Linked DNA regions of Anas platyrhynchos: region 1 is linked to region 2. Evidence: chromatin contacts called from public Hi-C data. All regions are on one chromosome and are shown on one strand. Each heading gives the region's core, a stretch centred on a gene start, on an enhancer-like site or on the middle of the called end of the contact. The rest is flanking DNA. Distances are from core to core; before and after follow the strand shown.

Region 1 (5,853 bases), core at 880-3,379, 130 kb before region 2:
CACTGGTATTTGGGGCTGGTGTGAAATCTAACCTTGAATTTCCTCTCCCTTAGCCTCCGCACACCAGCGGCACACAGGAGATACTAACTGGTCTGGAAAGGACACCCCAGGGCAGTAAAACTGCAGATAACGTGGAGAGAGATTTTATTTTAAACTGATTCCTGGCCTCTGGGTAAAATCTGTGAAAACCAGATGTATTTGGGGGATAGGGTTGGAACCACAGCAAGCAGCCCCCGCACTGGTCAGGGATGGAGAGCACGTGGGCGAGTGCACCGGCACAGCCTCTGGTCTCTCTACCTTGTTCTCCACAGAAGGAATAGCTGGTTATTAATTAACACGCCAATTAACGTGTAAAACTACTATAACCATGTAAAAAAATCAGTCCAACAAACAAAAACAGAGAAAACAACAGAAAGGGGTTGGAAGTTCTTTTTTTTTTTTTTTTTTCTCAGACAAAAATCTGCATTTAAGTAATTTCCCTGGTAGCATTTTTCTTGGAGAGTTCGGAGGTTTCCACCCAGAGTCTTTCTTCACGAAAAAAAATGGCAGTTTGCAGCTGTCAAAAAATGCAGTACCTGAAGTGTGGGATTTTGGGGAAAAACAAAAACAAAAACAAAAACAATGTATACAGAGCACAGTTACTGCATTCATGAAGGACTCGGTGTAGTTTGAGAAGACATTTTCCACTGAAAAAAGGCTTCAGTGGGAGAATTTCCACCCACTCTGGTCGCATCCCTCCAGCTCTGGCAAAGCCTTTCCCCCAGACGAGGGAGGCTTTGTGCTTCAGCAACTGGACAAGAAAAAAGCATTGAGACAGAAAAACACCTGCGTGGGAGGTTGGAGCTGGAGAGGTCCCCGTAGGTGGGCACGGGAGGCAGGTGCCCACCCGGCCCCTTCTGCTGGGGGATTTTTGTGGGCTGAAATCCCACGGGGTTCATCGCCAGGGCTGCTTTCCTGGCCTCCTTGCCCAGCCGGGTCTCAAATCCAAGTCTGGGCTGAGAACTAGCACCAGGAACAGCAGTGGGGCTGGCAGGACGCAGCCAGGAGCCGCTGCATCTGAGGCGGGGATATTTTCCAGAAGCACCACGTTTTTGGACAAGTCACGGATTTCGCTTTGCCGGCACAAAGCGAAATTTAATTTCTGCCCAGCGCAGCTCCCCCTTTCATCCCCGAGCCTCGCCGCACTCATGCATTGATGCAAACACACCGACACATGAACAAACTCGTGGCGTGCTCTGCCAGCAGCATGCGCGCTGCGGGACGGGGACCCCGTGCGCCCCAGAGGCGCGAAGCGCGCTGCACCTCCTGCCTCCTCCTCCTCCTCCTCCTCCTCCCAGCCCCAAAAACCCCTGGGATTTGACCACCGTGGGCCTTCTGCTGCCTCTCTCCTTCCAGCCCAAGGCCGGGGACCCTCGCGCGATGCCGCAGGGAGAGGGCAGCTGAATTAATTTGGGGATGGGCGCTGCGGCGCGCACCGCCCTGGAGAGCCCCTGGCACCACAGCGGGGTCCGGCCGCCCCCTTCGCGTCCCGGCCACGAGTGGGGAAGGCTCGGAGGGAGCCGGGCGAGAGGAATAAAGCCGGGGGAGGGGAGAGGAGGGGGGCAGGAGGCTGTGGCGACGCAGCCGCTGTCTCTTTAAATCCACCCGGAGCCTGGCGATGAGGCAGAGCGGAGAGCCCAGGATCCCCGCTCGCTCCTAAGCAGGATTTAGCCCCGCGGGAGGGAAAGGGAAGGCGAAAAAAGGAAGGGGGAGGCCGTGGGGCGAGCGGAGACCCTCGCCCCTTCCACCCCAAGCCCCCCGGGGGGGCGGCATGCGGGCTGGGCTGGGCTGGGCCAGCGGCCACCGCAGCAGCAGCAGCAGCAGCAGCAGCCGCAGCCAGGTTTGCCGGGGAGCGCAGGAGGCGCCGGGCTTTTAGGGGCGGGGGGCTGCGGTCGCCACCCCCGCAGTGCCGCTGCCAGCCGCCCGCGGGGCCCCCCCAAGGCCGGGCCGGGGGGCGAGGGGGTCCCGGGGGGGGGCGGCCCTGCCCCGCGGGGGGCGCAGGGCTCCGCAGCCGGCCGGGGCATCAATTCGCTCTCTTGGCATTTGGCCTCTTTTTATTTTTTTATACATATATATAATTTTTTTTCCTCCCCCCCCCCATTTTTTATTTTTTTTTCCTGCCCCCACCCCCGTTCCCTGCCGTGGATGGTTTTTAGGTGGAGTCGTTTGCACCAAAACCCAATAGCTGCTGCTGTTCTTGCTGCTATTTTTTTTTTTTTTTTTTAATGATCCTGTTTCCACAGCAGGGGAAGAGAGAACTGATCCCGAACATACTCCCAGAGAATGAATAATCGCAAGAAACTGGCTTAAGCAGCTGCCTGGATCTGGTGCATGATTTCGATCTGATCTGATCTGATTTGAATATTTTTTATTTTTATTTTTTTCCAAGTCATCGTTCCCGTTTTATTTCCTGCATTCTTTTTTTTTTTTTTTTTTTTTTCACCTTTTGGGGGATTTGCAAACCGAATTACATGCATGTCCAGTGGGGGAAGGTTTAATTTTGACGATGGAGGGTCGTACTGTGGAGGCTGGGAGGACGGAAAGGCTCATGGCCACGGAATCTGTACCGGCCCGAAGGGTCAAGGTGAATATTCGGGCTCCTGGAGTCACGGCTTTGAGGTGCTGGGGGTCTACACTTGGCCCAGCGGCAACACTTACCAGGGCACCTGGGCGCAGGGCAAGCGCCATGGCATTGGCATGGAGAGCAAGGGGAAGTGGGTGTACAAAGGCGAGTGGACCCATGGATTTAAGGGACGGTACGGGGTCCGAGAATGCACTGGAAACGGGGCCAAGTACGAAGGCACCTGGAGCAATGGATTACAGGATGGCTACGGGACAGAGACCTACTCGGATGGAGGTAGGTGATGCATTGGTCCCTTCCGAGCCGGGGCGGGATGCGGTGTGTGGGTACCAGCCCCTGCGAGTTTGCAGCCTGCCCTCCTGGAGCCGGGGGTGCTCGGATGCTCGCACCCCATGGGAGATGAGGAACCAGCCCCGCGTGGCACCTCCTTGCCACAGGTAGCCCCAAATGTCCTCCGAGCACCAGGCCCTCTCCCCTGACGCTGGCGAGGCTTTTTTTGGGGTGCTGGCCTTGGGGCACGGGGGATGCCCAGCCCTCGCCCATGGGGTGGGAGGATGGAGTGGGCCAAGCTGCTGGGAGACGACCCGAGTTGCACATGGGATTCGCAGTGATGACTGCACCACTGTAACCTGTAGGATTGGCATGGAGTGGATGGAGCAAACCAGAGGGGGCTGGAGCGAGCAGGGGGAGCAGCTCCTTTGCTGCAAATGCTTTTGGCGAGGGGTCGAGGTCGTTGCATGCGCGCCCTGCCTTGCAGCCCCTCCAAACGCAGCCCTCCAACTTAATAAATCATACCAGGCAAAAGACTTTAATTCAGACAAGAGTCTTACATTCCTAGTTTACGGCTTAATGCTTAGCGTAGGGGCTCAGAGGGATCACAAAAGCTATTCTCTGCCGTCAACGCGGCTTAACGAGATGTGGAGGGGAAGCGAGGATTAAAGGAAAAACATGAAAACCCAATTGGAGTGATCAAAAATTGCTGGCCTAACAAGCTTTAAGGCCAAACTAGGAAAACCAGCTGGTGCTGTGCCCTAAGTGGCTGTATCATCCTCCCTGATGTTTTGTGGCTACTTCCATCTGAACTGCCTCCATAATACGAGCTGGGCCTACCTGCCAGCAGCCGGGGGCTCTCAGCAGTGCTGCCCCGTTGTTTTTTGGGTGTGTTCATCTAAAGCTGGCTCCTTTTTATTTTTTCTTTTTGTTTTTTTTTTTTTTTAAGGCGTTATCGTTTTCCAGGAGGGCCACGTTCAGGAAATTGCAGTGTTGCTGAGCTCCATCGCAGCCTTCCTGAAAGGTGCTGCAAGAGCTTTCTCTAGAAAACCCCAGTGTGCTGCTCGGTGCTGGTACAGGGAGGCGAGATGAAATGGCACCTGCAGCTGCCCTTTTCTGCTCCCTGAGGGAAAGGTGGAACGAGCTCTTTATTTTTAAGGATAATTTCCTACCGGCGGCTGCAACCGAGCCGCAACCTTTTGTTTCAGACGCCTGGAATAATGCTGGGGGTTTAGCTGGAAGCCGGTGGGTTTGTCTTTGCGAGTCATCTCGAAATCCTGGCAGCCCTTCGGCTGGGAAGAAAGCTCGCTGGGAGCACAGTCACGGTCTCTCGCCTTCGGCAGGGTCAGGAGGGGATGTGGGGGATTTTCTGCGTGCCCTGAACTCGCGTGCCGCCTCGCTGCGCCCCCGCTGGCACCCAGCCCCTGCCGGGGACATTTGCAGGAAGGCGGGCAGGAGCTGCACGAACCACAGGTCTCCGAGGGCTGGCTGTCGCGGGGCTGGCCCTGTCCCCATGTCCCCACGCGCGCTCTTGTCCCCACCCAGGGCTCAGCCCTGCTTGCTCCTCATCGGCCGCAGCACGGCAGCGCTTTGGGAAGCCTGGGGAGCATCCCCAGCGTGGGGTGAACGAGCCGTTCCTGGTTTCTGAGAAGCTACCAGAAGCCAAGAGCTTCTTCCATCTTGTCAGGCCAGGCTGGCTTCTCCGCGGTTGGGACAGAAAATGTCTAGTGCACGCCTGTCATTTTAGGAGGAGGTGTAAGATCTGCAGGAGAAGAGGTCTGTAGCAAAATGCTGTCCCCTGAGGACTCTGCAAACCACGCTAGGATGAGGGGATGGTGGTGCTGGGACAATTTGGAGCTGTGGTGCTTGTGCCCAGGCTGCTGGCACCAGGGATGGATGCTGCACGCCCCGGCCAGGCTCCTGCTCGCCCCGATGCCCGCGGTCCCCACTTTTGTGCCAGCAGCCACCGCGGCACAGCGGTGCCCGGCCGAGGATGCACTTTCATGAACTCGGTTGCAAGTAGCCAGGGAGCTTTCCCCAATTTTGGGTGGAAATCTCCAGCCTTTTGGACACTGAACCTTAACAAACTTTGTGCGTTTGGGTACAAGAAGCCGATGTGTGCAGCCAGGGCGACCGCATAGGGGTTGCACAGAGGAGGCAACTATTGGGAAGGATGTTTCTCATTAATCTGCTCGAGTTATTACCTCCATCAAACTGAAGTATCCTAGAATCCTCGCCCCAGCATCTGTCACTTGCCACCCACAGATAAATATTCATCCCTTGCATTTTTATTTTTTTTTAGCACATCCACCAGGGCTAGGGGATGGGTCCCGAAATGCGCAGCACGGCTTAGGAAGCAAGATGCCGTGGAATTTGTGGTTTTCACTCCAATTTTACCATTTCCTGCATGATAGTGGGTAAGGGCCAATCCCGAAACTCCACCAGCCATTGCCAGTGCTGTTGGGGAAACAATATTTGGCGTGCCCCATGCACACACGTCGACGCGTTTGGCTTGGCTATGGCAAGCGGTGTCCCCCCCGGCCACCCACCACCACCCCGGCTCCGCTGGCAGCCCCAGGCGCCGCCCCCCCACGCCGGGTGCTGGCGCCCGCACGCACGCTGCCCCCGCGTGCAGCTTGCCGAGCTCACACCTCCCACGCCGACACACTCATCGCCGTGCACGCACGCCTCTCCTCCCCACGCCGCGACGCCGCTTCGCCCCTCCGTGCGCGCACGTGCTCTGCCCAAAGCGCACTGCCGGGGCTCTCGGACCCCTGCCCGCCATCTGCCTGCCCCCAGCCGTGTGGTTACTTATGAAAATCATGTACCAGGCATAAATAAAGCCCCTCTGCTCTTTTAGGGAGCCAGCTCCGTGCCAAATCTCCATGGCATCGCTGCGCGCCCGACCTATGTCCGTGCACCTGTGGCACAGGCGTGCGCCGTCCCTTCCCATCCATGCAGCC
Region 2 (5,573 bases), core at 1,598-4,097:
ATGGTGGCAAATACTGAACAACACATAATTTATTCAACTGTTCAACACCAGTAACACCTGGAGGGGAAACAAGTAACTTTGTATTTCTCCTCTTATGAGAAACCATACAGTCAATTACATTTTATGTTGACACTCAAACTTTTTGCAAAGAATACAGCTGGTACTGTTTTAGATGGCTGGGCTTTGCTTGCATAAGTCATCAACTGTTCAGGGCCCCAAATTCCCCCATTGCTTCTCAAACCATGCTTTCCCTCTTTGAGATAACTCATTAACATATGCTCTAGAGTGTATGACCAGATTTCCTACACTAAGGCTCCTGAAAAAAAGAACCAACAAAAAACACAGTCACTGGGTAGGGGCATGCCTGGAACAACCACGTAGCAAGCGGCTTGTTAGTCCGTGGAAGCTTTGTGTGATTTGCTTAGTCCTTGGACCAGATTTACTTCGTTTATTGTTCCCATTTCATGATGTGGTTTTGGCACCAGACAGCAGGAAAGCTAACTCCAGAAATCAAAGTTGCAGAGAACTAACTTGCTGAAGGCAATGCGCGATGAACTAACCTTTTAAAGCAGAGGAGACAAAGAAAGATTTAACCCAAAGCATAAACAATCTAGTAGCCAGGGGTGGTGGGAGTAAAGCTTGAAGAAGAAACACATGGAAATGACGCAGATTTGTGGAACCAGCAACTCTTTCTTTGGCGTTTCAAGGTAAAGGGTCAAGAACAAATTCTGCTTCGGGAAAACTACTAATTGCTAGCATAAGAAAGCTGCAGAAACTTATACTATTTATTAGAGAAGAAAAAGTGGGAAGGAAAGCTGGCATCAAGAAGTGTCATGATGCAATCCGCCCTGTCTCTGAAGAGATCTTGCTGCAGGCAAGTCTACTTTACGCTTGTATTTATTTTCTGACCAGTAAAATGGGAACAGAGACACCTGAACCAAGCTCTTTTGGCAGAGTTCCTGCAGATGAAAAGTAGGTTATTCTTGATTATGTTGTTAATTATTGTACAGTTTGCTGCCCTGCTGTTGCTTATGTTATTATATCTGCTGGCTAGTCATATACAGTATCTATCAAAAGACTTGGTCCCTTGTGTATGAAGACATTTACAGATAATATATCTTCCCGCAAAGACCACGTGCTACAACTTGTGAATGCCTGCGATCCTCAGAGGGTGAAGGACTCTAACACAATCTCCCTTTGGACAGCACAAACGGGCTTCTCTTCACAACCTCAGAAAATAAAAATCACACGACTAACTTCCCACACCAAATAAATGTTTTATATAATAAATAAATAAATAGAATAGCTCCTCTCTGAACGTTTATTTACAATGGCACAGCAACTACCAGTGGAGGGGAACACCGACTGGCTAGGAAATAAGGGAAGAAAGGCAGAAAAACATCCAGATTTTAAAGAATGGGGGATCTGGATGGGGTGACTTTGCAGTTGCCAGAGGAACACAAAATGGGGCTTCACTGGCAAAGCCCCAGACCTCAAGATACCAGAGAAAAGATGAGAGCTGCAGCAGCACGTGGCACAGCAGAGACACCAGCAGCCGTTAAGTTCATTGTGGCACAAATGAACTCCTCTGTGAGGCACCCGCTCACAGGAATTAACATTTGCTAGCAAAAAAGAAAGCAATAACCCCAGTTTCCAAGCATGGTGTCAGTGCACATGGAGCTGAGAAATGCCTCAAAAGCGGTGCAGCAAACAGCTGGGTGGTGCAGCACAGGCCACATTCAGCACCAACTGCTGGCAGCAGATAATTCCCCGGCCCCAGCAGCTCCCACCCCAACCCGCACACAGCAGCCCCGAAGTGCTGGGGACAGCAGAAATCCCATCCCAGCGCACGCACCGAACCCACACCGCATTTATCGTGTGCGCTTGCTGCAAGTCCCAAATCACAGGGGCTCCCTAGGCCAAAATCGCCAGCCAGGGAATCCTCGTGCTTGAATTATTTGGGATGGTGCCGTGCTTTCCACTCGCATCATTCAAAACAGAGCCAAAAAACGTGCCTGCAACCAGCACGGGGATGGAGCCAGCTGCTGTGGCCGGGTTTTGCTGCATGCAAGGAGGAAATTGGTGAGCAAGCAGGAGACACGTGGAGCCGTGCAGCAGGACAGCGGCTACTTACGGACACACAGACAGGCCACCAGCTTGGCAGCATCGTCGGGCACCGGGCAGGTGGGGAAGATGGGCTTGAGCAGGTAGGTGGCGAAGACCAGGGCCACGATGTACTGCGAGGAGGGCCGGATGATGAGCAGCTCTATCCAGAGCTTGAGGAAGGCGGGCAGCGAGCCGTACACCTCCAGCATGTAGGCATAGTCCCCGCCGGACTTGGTGATGGTGGTGCCCAGCTCGGCGTAGCAGAGAGCCCCCACGATGGAGAACGCCCCGCAGACGGCCCACACCACCAGAGACAAGCCCGGCGAGCCGGCCTGCCGCAGCACCCCGGTGGGGGTGACGAAGATGCCGGAGCCGATGATGGTGCCCACGATGATGGCCACGCCGTTGAGCAGCGTGATGGAGCGCTGCAGGGCCACCCCTTCCCCTTCTCCCTCAGCCTCAGCGGCGGGCGGCGAGGGCGAGCGGGCGCAGCCGTTCTCCTGCGCCCCTCCGCCCGCCGCCTCCAGCATCTTCTCCATCGCTTGCTTCTCCTCCTCCTGAGCCAGCGAGGAAGCCGAGCCCGCCGGGCTCCTCTTCTTCACCGTGCTGCCGGTGCCGGCGGGGCCGCCGCTGCCCGACATGGCGGCGGGGCGCGGAGCGGGGCGCGGAGCGGAGCGGGGCGGGCGCGGCCGGGCGCTGGGGCCGCCACCATGCAGCCGCCCCTTTTGTGCCCTGTGAGGCGCCGGGGGGGGGGCGGCGAGCGGGGAGGGACTCTCGTATGAGGCGGGGAAGCCGCCCGCAGGACGGCCTCCTCGCTGAGGGGAGGAGGAGAGGAGGAGGATGGAGGATGGAGGGGAGGCGGTGGTGGTGCCGCCGCCCGCCGGGTGCCTCACGCACAGCGGAGCTCGGTGCCAGAAATTTGGCTAAATTCGCGTCTCCCCCTGTCTCTGCTGCCGGTATAAAGCCTTGTTCACACGGACACGGAGCCAAGGCCTGCTGCTGTGTCACTCTCCTTTCTGCAGAGGCACTGCAGAAAGCTGCCTGCCATTTCTCATCGATCACCTGAAAGATCATATATATATTTTTAAAGCCGACCTGGCAAGCACTCAGGCAGAACAAGCAACCTCCGTGCCCCTGTCTCAGTGAATTGCCTCGTGAATGTCCTTGGATGCAAGTTCACAACAGTGCCCGAGGAACACATTCTTTAACAAATGCCTCTTGTCCTTCTAGGATAGGAGATACGGGCAAAAAGCCTGGAAGCTTGGACTCTGCGCAACAAAAGCTGCCCTTGAGAGCTGGGCACGGTACCTTTGAGGAGCTGTAGCTCAGCAAGCGAGTCCGGGTGTCCTATAAGAAGCCATGCCCAAGCTCCCAAACCCAAGGCCAGTGTCCTTCTTGCCCGTACCACACTCCTCCTTGCAAGTTTGACACCCATCAACACAGGCACTAGGGTAGGTCAGGTTTTCTGGAAGACACCTCAGAAACGTGAGATCTGTATTTCTGGGAAAAAAGCAACACTTTAGTAACCCTTGCAGGTAGCTTGCACAGGTACTTGGCATCATGACCCCTTTTGATCTTCAAGCAGCATCCAGAAGCACTTATCAGAAGCTGACACCTACTGGCTGCTCACCACAACTGCATAAGGACCCCGGCGCTCCCTGATTTATGTAAGCATCCCTATTTAGGAAGAAAGCATAGACAAAAATTGTATCTGCACCGAGCACATTGTTCTAGTTTTCAAAGAGAAATGGGATCCCGAAGAGATCGTATAGATTATGAAAAGTATTAATAAATAATAATAAAAAACCACAGCAATACGCTGTGGACAAAATCACACAATTTTCCTGAAATCCCAAGTATTTTTTTCAGCCTACTAGCTTAACATTAACCCCATCACCCAGGCTACATGATTGCAATCTAAACGGATTATTTTTCAAAGTAAGATTTGCCAGCATTTACTTGTCATCATATCTCATTTATCCTAGGCAAAATATTCACAGGCCCATACAGCTAGGAAAAAAAACCAAGTGCCTACTACATACAGGATTGCCTGGGTGTTAGCCTTGCTACACGAGGATCCAGCAGACAAGACTGGAACCGGAGCAAGATGCATGCTCCAAATTTAGCTGCAAACTTGAGTGAACAGTCATTCAAGAGATTTACTTCACCAGTGCTCTAAACCAGGTTCTTACCTGAAGACAAATAACTCAGCTGCTTGCCAATAGGTATTTTACTCCTGATATTACAGCTAAGTCACAGAAATTTCCACTAGCTTTCACAACGATGGGACCAAGTTATCTTTTTCTCTCTGCATCCAATTATTCCAAAACAGGAATTTATTAACAGCCTGGCAGCCAAGAATTTGCAGACTTCAGGCTCAGTTTTGACATCATTTCTATTTAGAAATCCCTGGATCAAGAAGCAGCGGAGTAGTAACACAACTGCCACTGAACCGCCACATTTGAAGTCAACACATACCTGGCTCTACTGCATATTAACCAGAGTTAATTCTGCAACTGTTTCTCCATCGCAGTTGCGGTGTTAGGGTGTGTTCAGATAGTGCTTTACATCTTCAAAGCGCTTCACAAGTGCTAAGTAGTAGTATTATCAGTTCTAACTGCAAACATTAAATCTCTTCAGGCCCTCAAGTCATCCTGCACAATCTTAGAAGACGATTTGATTATACAATCAGTTCTCCATATGCTAATACTCAGGCTTTTCAGGTCTGTCACATCAAAAAGAAAGTCAGTAAAAATTGTTTGTCAGAAAGGCAAATAACTACCAACACCAGAAGTAAATTGGTCATTTGTTAGAATTAATGTGCATGTTGTTAACCATTTATCAGGAGACCTGCCTTGATCAAAATAAGACAGCCTACTGGAACCAAATAAGCTATTTCTTTAACCAATTGCTCAAGCTATGCTACTGCAAGAGCATCTAAGCTTTTTTTTTTTTTTTTTTTTGACAGGTAAAGAAGTGGTGTTAGCTTTTTGAACCCTTAAATAGTATTAGTGGAGTTGGCATTACTCTTAACCTGTGCCAATCTTTCTTCCTACTGAAATGGCTTGCCTACCACAGTTTTGGAGTCCTTACATAGAAGTATTGTCTGCAACTATTTTTAGGGTTGAATTCCTTAACCAGGAACACAGCCTCCTAACTCTTCTATCAGAAGTGGAAACTTATTTGAATAAATTCAGCTTAGCATAACATATCTGTATGACACCTAGACCCTAAGCCTGGCTAGCTGTGAGTCAGGTAAATGAATACTTGTTTTACCCGATTAGTCAATTATCACTAGTAAAATTCATTTTAATTTTTTTAAAGGTTATTCAAGAACATTCTTAAATCTAATGGTAGAAGCACTACAAAAAACACTAAATGTGAAACTCTGAGTTATACCACACATCAGACCACTCGGTTTTATCAACACTAATTACACAACAGAGAAAGAAAATTCACCGACAGTT

The links. Hi-C and Micro-C count contacts between places; a contact is called where the count stands out from the background.
Region 1: a contact with region 2 is called in a Hi-C map of skeletal muscle, with 2.1 times the contacts expected there. The contact joins the promoter of JPH3 here to the promoter of SLC7A5 in region 2. A contact is called at or near these places in 2 of 8 Hi-C or Micro-C datasets (skeletal muscle and subcutaneous adipose tissue).

Annotation. Positions count from the first base shown.
Region 1 is chr12:2,446,463-2,452,315 of IASCAAS_PekinDuck_T2T, reverse strand. JPH3 (junctophilin 3) reads left to right here and starts at 2,129. Exons shown (of 5, transcript XM_038185490.2): 1 at 2,129-2,896. The coding sequence starts at 2,515.
Region 2 is chr12:2,318,590-2,324,162 of IASCAAS_PekinDuck_T2T, reverse strand. SLC7A5 (solute carrier family 7 member 5) reads right to left here and starts at 2,847. Exons shown (of 10, transcript XM_027465794.3): 1 at 2,135-2,847. The coding sequence starts at 2,747.